Linked DNA regions of Bicyclus anynana: region 2 is linked to region 1. Evidence: chromatin contacts called from public Hi-C data. All regions are on one chromosome and are shown on one strand. The core of a region is the stretch at or near the end of the contact, and the rest is flanking DNA. Distances in the headings are between cores, read along the strand shown.

Region 1 (5,282 bases), core at 1,534-4,033:
TATAAACTAAATTAATATACATATTTTTTTTTTCAATTATTACTATACGTAATCAGCTATATTTTGTGTTATTTATAGATAATAAATACAGTCACACACATTTTGTGACTCAAGTATTGATTCATTCGAATAGAGATCACGTGACCAACCTCGATGTTATTCCAGTATAAAACTACATCCCAAAACAATAAAATTGTATTCAAAATAAAAAAAAAACTATGCAATTTTTAGGAACATATAACGGGGGATAGAGAAAAGGGTGATTTTTAGTTCACCCTGGCCTTATAAGCGAAACACATCATGAATTGTTACTTTATATTATAAAATCAATATTTCATTTATTACCACAACATCATGTCTCTTGTATCAAATAATTACAATCTTGAGTAATTTAGTTTTTCATTTATGGTTTTTCTGTATAAAAGAAAAGGTACCAAGGTTGGCATCTTAATAACATTAATAATCCGTGTAAATAAACCATATTTTATGTTTTATTGTTTAAAAATACATACAAGGTTCCAATGCATATTTTTCCATTATTTATTAGGTATATTCTTTATTGTAATAATGAAAGTAACAATAAACGAGTGTCCGCCAGTTTCCAAAGCACATTTATCGATACATCGCTACAGACTACTATACGGGTACACGGCTATGATACATCTATAAATATCTTATCGTATTAAGAATCAATTTGCACGGCAATTTTATAAAACATCCGCTAAAATATAGCGCCGCTTGTAATCGTCATGTTCAGACGGCAATTGTTGTAGCCGCACGTTTTCGCTCATTGTATACTCAGAGGCACAACTATCCGCCCACTTTAATATACTCACGTCATGTTAAAGTGGGCGGATATTTGTGCCTCTGAGTATAGTTACAAATAATAATCTTTTTTTTTTAAATACAAAAGTATATTTTAGTTTTTGTTACTTAATAGTTCAATTTCAACAACTTAATTATTTGATTTGACAAGCTTTAAAATAACACTAAGTATTACTTAAACGATGGTTTTAAATATGTAGTTATTTGTAGACAAACATGTGACATTCCAGTATATCTATATATAGATATAGATGCTGCAATATGGCTGAAATCACTCAGAAATGACTTCAGTGTTAAACACGATGCTGGTGTAACACAAACTTAACATGGATGCTCTGCAAGTTTAACCGCACGTCAATTTTTTGCCGTCTGAACACACCCTTAATAAAAATGCATAATACACTATTGAAAGTTTTAAAATATCTAGATTAAATTGTCCCAAAATTGTAGAGAATCAGCTTCTTTAGTAAAAGTAATTAAACAAACTAATATAATAATTGTTTTTCATCATTTACATACAACGGTTTTCACCATATTATATAATACAAACGTTTTTGCAAAGCTATCTCCAAATTTTGTACGTTTGTTTGTACAATATTTGGAGATAGATTTTTGCTATTACTAGTTTTAGTAATAGCAAAAATTGGATCTGGAATCAACTTTCCAGTCTATTTTATAGCCCTTGTACTTTAAAATAATTTAGTAACAATTTCTTGTTACCAGAGATTTAATTAAATGTATAAATCAACGTATTTCAAGACAAATGTTCTTTTTTTACCAGAAGCTGTTTCTCTGTCCTACGTTCGTTAGTTTTTGAGATTTAAAATGTTTCTAATTTTACTTACAAGTAGAACGACTACTATTAGGTAATGTTTACAGTAAAAATGCAGCGCACGTCGACTTCTACGCTAAGCTTATTGGTAACATGTTCCATTGAACTAGGAGGGGAGGAAAATTGTTTATTTAAAGTTTATAACATTTTGCGTATGCATTGACATCGCCAGTATTCAAAAATAAAAAACTTTATTATAATAAAGAGTTTTATTTTTAGTTCTAACTATTTATGTGTAATTATTAATTACGAATTGCCCCTTAATATTATTTGTTAATCAATAATTAACACATAATATTAAGGGGCAGTGTACACATTCTGATAAGTCTCGGATAGTCTAATCGCAAGTTAGTTTACTTTATATCAAACTAGTAGACTGTACGCGGTTTCACCCGTTTCATACGTTTGCATTGTATCATTTTTGATTTCATCAACATTTTAAATATCAGGGCAAGGCTTGTAAATAAACTGTTCTTTTTGTCTAAAGCTTGATTGGATAAGCGATCAAGAACATTGGATTTTATTGGTTTATTTATAAGGTTTATCTTAAGTTCTGTAATGTGACTTTCGATAGACTGCAAAATGTGTTATATTTCTTTCAATATGCAGTGTTTGATTCAAAGTTAACATTAATTTCCTTTTTTATAATTTAATTATAATATTTTAAGCCAACAGTTTCAAATGTAAATATGCTAATATATGAAAAGCGAAATTTAAATTATTTACATAAAGAAAATACAAATCTTTTTTCTCTATTATAATGACAAAGACAAAATTTGTGAAGTAACTATCCGACAGTCATCAGAAGGCGATCAAATCATCCCAATCTATATCCAAGTATAGATATCTATTTTAAAGTGATCCTTTTATATGAATTAAAAAAAATCACTGACGGTATCAATAGCATACGTTGACAAATGTCGTGCGTGTGGAACTACTGGGGGGAGGTGCGGTAGGGGTAGGGGTGGGGGTACATGGGCGCGTCTATATGGCATCGATGTCGACGTCGATCTCCCCGTCGTCCTCGGGCTGCGGGCGCGGCGCCGGCGCAGGCGTCGCCACCGCCTTGATAGGAGTCACCTTGGCGCGGTCGTCGTACTCGATCTGGGGACGAACAGTACGGGTATTGTAGAGGAGTATCACGTCGGGGTCATTCCTTATAGTAAACTAGCCGACGGTCCAATATAACGGTAGTTTTATTTGTTTAGTTCCGATGAAGGGCTGATACGATGACGTGCGCGTGACGTCACTCACCTCGATGTCCTCCTCGCTGTCGTCCGAGTCCTCCTCGTCGGCCTGCTGCAGCCAGTAGATGAAGGGCTGCTACGATGACGTGCGCGTGACGTCACTCACCTCGATGTCCTCCTCGCTGTCGTCCGAGTCCTCCTCGTCGGCCTGCTGCAGCCAGTCGATGAAGGGCTGCTACGATGACGTGCGCGTGACGTCACTCACCTCGATGTCCTCCTCGCTGTCGTCCGAGTCCTCCTCGTCGGCCTGCTGCAGCCAGTCGATGAAGGGCTGCTACGATGACGTGCGCGTGACGTCACTCACCTCGATGTCCTCCTCGCTGTCGTCCGAGTCCTCCTCGTCGGCCTGCTGCAGCCAGTCGATGAAGGGCTGCGCGCGCCGCACCACGTCCGCCACCACCTCCTTGGACGCGAACTTGCGCGACGGCTTGGCGGCCCACTCCAGGATCGTCTTCTCCTCCACGATGTCCAGGTCGTACAGCAACTGAACATTTGTTCATTCTTAAAATTTATTTATTTTATAATATAGAATAAACAGTTATCTACTGTCATGTAATGACGGCCATTGTAGCACGAGTGATTCTTGTGCAATGAGGCGAAGCCAAATAACACAATAGACAGCACGAGTGCTACAATTGCTAATTTGCTTACATGGAGTGAAAAAAAAATAACAAAAAATACTTACATAAATAAAAGAAATAACAAAACTTGAATTGGTAAATAATGAATAAGTAATTGGCGTTGGACGTGGCCTCTTAGATTTAGTCTCGGCGTGGAAGTCAAAGAAAGCCTGAATTATAGAAAATGCCATGACACTTTTTAAAAATTAAAAAAAATCATCGTAGCATGGTTTACCTGTGTGGTAATGAATATAACCAAACGAGTAAAGTGTCAAGTGAGTAATTCATTATTAATCCTCTGATAGGAGATGGCCCTAGATAAACATCATTAAATGTCTTCAAAGATCGTCTAAAAAGTTAGTACCTATCTATATTATGAATATGTATGTTCCTATTATTCTTCGTATGTAGGTGTATGTACATATATATTTATATATAATTTATGTATGTCTTACTATTGTATGTATGTATTATTAGTATGTAAAATATATGTAGTTTATTTATTATAGCTGTTCGCGTTTGGCTTTGCTAGGAAAGGAGATAGATTGGATAGGACTTACTGTAAACTGCTTCGTATCTTCTTTTAACTTTTCACCATCACAGTTTTAAATGTTTTTGGTAACTCTTAAGCGAACTGACGAATTGTCGCGGTGCGCGCGCACAAAACGTATGTAGGAGTGAGATGGGAAGCGTTAGCTTTGCGCGAACAATAGCAATATCCGTTTTCTATTACTTGATTCTTACATTGCGGGTTGTCTGGAGGAGATCGCGAATATTGTTTTATATTTTTGTCTTTTTTATGTGCAATAAAGAACATATCTATCTATCTATCGTGTCGTGAGACGTGAGTAAAGTGGTTTACCTTGAGCGCGGCGGGCACCTTGGGCAGCAGCGCCGCGTTGGTGGCGGCGAGCGCGGTGAGCGCGTGCAGTGCCGCCCGCGGCGCCTTGGGGTCGGCGCGGGCGAGCCGCAGCAGCAGCGCGCGGTGCTTCTTCACGTCCGCCGCCAGCGTGTTGCCACCCACCAGCACCTCGAACGCCACCAGCAGCGCGCGCGACTTTACCTCCAGCCTGTAATACATTACAGTAAGCATTATATTGCTGTTGGATTTTTGCCAGTCTTATTATTAGCCCTTTATGACTGCAATAAGGTTGAACTCCGCCTGTAGGTAGTGGAGACGTAAAAGAAAATACATATGCAATTTGACAAGTTTAATTGAAACTGTATTATGGATGTTTTACATGATTTTCGTTCAATGCACAACTCATGAAGTTTATCAAAATTTATTGAATAACGACAGTGTAGACACAAACTTCGCTATGCTTCGTAAAAACTTCGCCTCGCTCAACTTCTGATTGTTGTCAGCTTTGTGGCAAAGTCAAACAATTGTCTACCTTGCTATACTACTCGCCTTTTACATTTAAGAACTTCGTGGAAGCTAATGTATTTGAGGCTTAACATACGAATATTCTGATATCGTCCTCCCATCTTATATTTTGTCGTCCTTTTTAAATATCATTTTGCTAAATTATAAATTATAAGTATAATGAAATGTAAAATGTAAAATACTAATAATAATTATGAAATGTATCTATTATCAGAAATAAAGGCTATTTGTATTTGTATAGAAATATTACACAAACAAGTATTGGGGGGGGGGGGGGGAGCATAGAATGGACCTGTGCCCACTGTAGGATTCTGGGCTACCAATATGGAATTCTATTATAATACTAATAATAAGCTTGACATCAGGGGCCA
Region 2 (5,282 bases), core at 1,583-4,082, 36 kb after region 1:
CACATCTAATTAAATAATATATTTGTTAAGAATTTAGCAAATAGTGATACTTGCTTATTTGGAAAGTGTTCATTTCTAATGACTGTATATTCAAAAGATAGATATATTGTTATCAACCCATATTCAGCTCACTACTTGAGCCTCCTCTCAGAATGAGAGGGGTTAGGCCAATAGTCCACCACACTGGAACAATGCGGATTGGCAGACTTCACACACGCAGAGAACTAAGAAAATTCTCTGGTATGCGGGCTTTCTCACAATGTTTTTCACTGTCTGAGACATTATATTTTCAACTTTGTCTGCTCTTACACCCTCAATCTGGCCCTCTTACAAAATCTTTATTTGATATTACCTTCCTGACAAATTTCAACTATATTGTGATGCTAACTTTTCGCTTTTATATATTTAGATTAAATATACCTGAAAAATATATTTAATAGAAACTGAATGCTTAGATTATATGTGAATAGTTAACTTTTTAAGGCTTACATTGGCTTGGCATTTCATTGGTTGCTGTTGCTACATCATCTAATGAGGCAATGATAAGTAAATTCTGATAGTTATTAATTAACAATATTATAAATAGTAAATGACTAATTATTTTAATAAATGTTGGGTAACATGTATAAGTATCTTATTAAACCCAAAAGAATTTAATAGAGAAAATATCATAGTTATATTTGAAAACATTTTGTAAATAAAACAGTTTGGATATAAAAAAGAAAATTCGCAAGATAACCTATAAGAAATCAAGACACGAGTCCAAAAATATAAAGATGCAAAATAGAATGCAATTTGAATTTAGAACAGCACTAACCTGTATATCTTGCTAAAGTCATATAAAATGGTAGCGCCCCACTGGACGAGAGCTCGCAGATGGGATGAATTGTTGATCCTTCTTCAAAGCTGGCACCGTAGGAGCACTCGACTAGCCGGCCACCAACCTGCCGTAACACCACATTATCACAAACCAATTACCTCTACACTACAACTTTATCATCAGCTCTTTATAATAAATACACTATAATAAAGCAAACTATCGCTATTTAAACATTTTATTTAAGCCGAAACGTACGCACCAGCTGGCGAAAACGTGGTATCTGATCTGACTATTGACTCTACTAGCTATGCACCTATATATGTAAATATGGATTGGTTGGACAGAAGATATTCGATATAGTTGACGAGTACCTTCCTCCTGACGATGCGTAGTCACACTATTTAATCAGCCTGAATTCTTTAACTAATCAATGATAATAATTAATCAGAAATAACATAAAATGAATACTATAATTCGCTAAAAAATACGACAGAAAATAAATGAACAACACAACACAATGCACTTTCTTGTTTTTACTTTTCTAGAACTGCCTTCACACCGGAAACGAAGGTTTTTTTAAATTCGAAAGCGAAACAACGAACATTACATGTTTTAGGAATGACGAATTTTGGCTAAGGAAATATTGCATTTCTAATGTTTTAAACGCTAATCAAAAACAATAAATTTACTGTGAGTCTTTGTATCGTTTAAAATAAAATAATAATTTCAAATTTGATTATAGTGATTCGGAAAAATAACAGGAAGTAGATGAAATTAGTCTATGAATAGTGTAATTTATGGTCTATGTAAAATGATAGGTGTCATCTACAATCTGTTATTTTATAAACTGCTACCACACAACTCCAATTGACGCCCGATTTAATGCCTTTGGATATGATCTTTGACAACATAGATAATTATTATCTAAGAGTATCTATGGATAGGAATCTTGGCGGAGTAGTAGAAAATTAAAATATTCATCTGTACTCGACTCTGACGAATTAGATCGGGACTACACGTTACCCCTCTGTCCATGTTTAAAAATTTTTAACGCATTTTACAGACACTAATATAATTTTAGGAAATACATCATCTTTTCATTTTCATCCCACCGCTACACAGAATATTCAATTACTTGATAGATGTTTTGCTGTTCCGGCTAAAGAATCGATTCGTTTTAGATATTTTTTTTTATCCGCTCAACTATCCAGATTTTACAAACACTTTTAATATATTTAATACTTACAGATTAAACTTCATCTTTTAGTAAACTAGAAGTTTTCACCGTTTTTACACTATTTAACTACACAAACCATTTTTTTAGGAAACAATTTTTTAGAAAATATTGATTTTATAAAAACAGTTTATATAAACTTTTTAAAGTTGCTGTAATTTGGTGCGGATACAGTTCGTTTCACTCTTGAAATTTTGACGCGATTCACGATAAATAGTCGTCGTTATCAACCCATATACGGCTCATTGCTGTGCTCGAGTCTCCTCTCAGAATGAAAGGAGTTAGGCCAATAGTCCACCACGCTGGCCCAATGCGGATTGGCAGACTTCACACACGCAGAGAATTAAGAAGTTCTCTGGTGTGCAGGTTTCCTCACGATGTTTTTCCTTCTAATTTCTTAAAACGCACACAACTGAAATGTTGGAGGTGCATGCCCTGGACCAAGCCTGAACCGGATTCGAACCCATACCCTCCGGAATCGGAGGCAGAGGTCATATCCACTGGGCTATCATGACTCTTCAACGATAATAGTACGTATTCTGAACGACATACAGGCAACTGTCACTTGCACCACACTACAGCGCGTGAACTATAGAACGCAGATGATTGATTTTTCGTCTAGCGAGTCAGTTCCTTTTGTAATTGGTCTGAGAGTGCGATGCTTTTGACGTCCGTGGTTTTTTAGATCTTGGAAATAGATGCAAAATTATGTAATCCATATCTGTCAATTGTCATAATTCTGTCAATTCATAATAATTTTATTCTCTCCTCTCTGTCATCTGTGGCAGTTCTTTAGAAAAAATGGGCAATGATTTGTAGGTGACATAAAATAAAAAGTAAAACCGATTTTTCGGGTTAAATAAACTATATTTAATACAATTTACAATTACGTCGGTGTAATAAAATAAAATTCAAGTGACGTATATCACAGATTTTGGGAGTTCAAATAAATATGGTGAATAACATTCAGTGTTCTGATTTAGGGTTAGGTTATGTTAGAGTAAATTTACTTAATTGTACATAACTATTAATTTGTGGGTTTCAGCATGCATGTCGACAGTTAATTAATAATCCAAGTCGCTGGAAGTGTGCAGTGACGATAAATGTAAAAACTCCAGTGCTTACTATCAAACCTGATCAGGTAACTGATATTACTGCAACTCATTCATTTGGCAAAGTTAATGTTGCTTTCCGTTTTCCACAGCAATATTTTGTGGATTACCGATCTATTTACCTTTCAGTACTCGGTAATAAATACTTAATTCCATTTAGTAAATCATCAGTTCATACTCTTAAAGTTTTCCATTTTTTTATATAATATTATGATTGAATATTTTCACTGACCAAAACTTTCTTCTAGTCAACAGTACTAGAATGTCGTCAGTACTCAGCGCGGAAGGGATTCTTCTCATCCATCATAGAGAATATAAAAGATGAGATGGCAAAGAACAAAGACATGAAGGAAAATATAAAGAAGTTTAGAGAAGAAGCTGAGAAACTTGAGAATTCAGAGGCTTTGCAGGCGGCTCGGAGAAAGTTCCACGCTGTTGAGTCAGAAGCATCTAAAGGATCAGAAGTTTTAAAGGAAACTCTAGAAGGCATTAAGGGTAAAGTAGGCCATGTCCTGGAGGAGGCGAGCAAATCAGAAATTGCGAAAAAAGCAGGTAATTTATGTTCAGAACGCTCAATATAAATAAGAATAATTTCAACCAAGGTGATCAATAAGAAAATTCTTGAAATCAATATGTTATTCCTTTAAACTATTAACTGACACTTAAAGTAATGTATTTTCAATTTCCTTGTTGATTTGTCATACTTATTTATGATATTACCTAATAAAGGAAAATAAGAATGGTATGACAATGTGGTATATATTTATTTTGATTCATGTTCTTAATTTATTAGCTGAATACACAGAAGTTAACGTAACCGAGGTGACCAAACAATGTATTTTGGGAAGATAAATAGACAAATGTCAACCAATAGCACCACAACCAAGCTGGCAGGCGATTGACAGACAAAGTATAATATTATTGACTGGTTCAATATTGTATGTTAGGTGTAACTTCTGATTACAGGAAAATTAACTGAAGACATTTCAAAAACAGCCAAAGATGCAGCAGAAAGTTTTGCAGACAAAAGTTCTAAACTTGGCCAGACCTCAGCCTTCAAAACCATTTCACAAGTAATGTCATATTTTAACTTAAATTTTATTTATTACTGTACATAACATATTGAAATTAAGCCTAACCATAGTGCACATTATAAACCACAGTTGGTTTTGAGTTATAAACTTGTGAATTTTATTTTACTTATTTTATTCACATTATGATAAGTACATATGACTATATAATTGTGTTAGGCTATAATTAAATAATGTAATAATGAGAACTGGAGCTTGCAGTGGGTAAGAAACCTTTGGGTTAATAGCTAAAACTACCTTATACATCACATGAATATTTTCCAATTGTGGTATAGCTTGGCAACTTCGTTCGTAACACTCCCCATTGTCCGCGTGGGCCGGGGTGTGTAGTGATAAATGGAAAACCCACGACTGATGCACCACACTTCCGAACACATACTATTTCACACCCAGTCTTTCCCTCCATCGCCCACATCATGGGAGTGTCGTCAACGAATTTATCAGACTAACTGAACCCATGGCTTTGAATGCAGTAGGCAGGATTAGTACATTCATCTGCTAAGTTTCTTGCTGGCTCTTCTTATTACAGTAATTATATATCTCTGTGTACAACTATAAATATGAGCCCCTACATCAAATGACAGTGCTTTTTTGGTTTTTACAACATTTAACATATCTCATTCTGAGAGGAGACTCGAGCTCAGTAGTGAACCGATTATGGGTTGATAATGATGACATGGTTATTTCAACAAAATGATGTCATCATAGTCATTTTGTTGAATTGAGTCGCTACCACCACTTCTGAGAATTGAAGAACTGACTTTTTAATAGTGCTATGTATAGAACCCAAGTTGAAATAATTTAATTTGATTTCATTAATTGTATTCACATTTAAAAGAAAATCCCAAGGAAAACTGCACCTGATAACTGTCTTAATTCTCTATCTTAAGTCCTCCAATCTCCAATGGGACAGCGTGGTGGACTATTAGGCTAACTCCTCTCATTGTGAGAGGAGACTCTTGCTCAACAGTGAGCCCAATATGAATTGTTAATGATGATGATGATTTGCATTATTTGTGTAGTAC

Evidence for each region. Hi-C and Micro-C count contacts between places; a contact is called where the count stands out from the background.
Region 2: a Hi-C map of whole body shows a contact between it and region 1, with 1.8 times the contacts expected there. The contact joins the promoter of LOC112047541 here to the enhancer-like site in region 1. A contact is called at or near these places in 2 of 2 Hi-C or Micro-C datasets (whole body and whole larva).

Annotation. Positions count from the first base shown.
Region 1 is chr16:909,583-914,864 of ilBicAnyn1.1, forward strand. It overlaps LOC112047547 (eukaryotic translation initiation factor 5), which reads right to left. Exons shown (of 13, transcript XM_052885977.1): 11 at 4,387-4,594; 12 at 3,209-3,388; 13 at 1-2,761. The coding sequence ends at 2,642. Among protein-coding and RNA genes, the nearest start is that of LOC112047548, 22 kb to the left of the region's middle. Within about 2 kb of position 2,784, at least 7 of the 8 cell types and tissues checked have open chromatin away from gene starts, as enhancers often do.
Region 2 is chr16:945,317-950,598 of ilBicAnyn1.1, forward strand. LOC112047541 (mitochondrial import inner membrane translocase subunit TIM44) reads left to right here and starts at 2,833. Exons shown (of 7, transcript XM_024084678.2): 1 at 2,833-3,009; 2 at 3,100-3,195; 3 at 3,415-3,718; 4 at 4,133-4,239. The coding sequence starts at 3,007. It overlaps LOC112047547 (eukaryotic translation initiation factor 5), which reads right to left and starts at 1,375. Exons shown (of 13, transcript XM_052885977.1): 1 at 1,192-1,375; 2 at 818-944.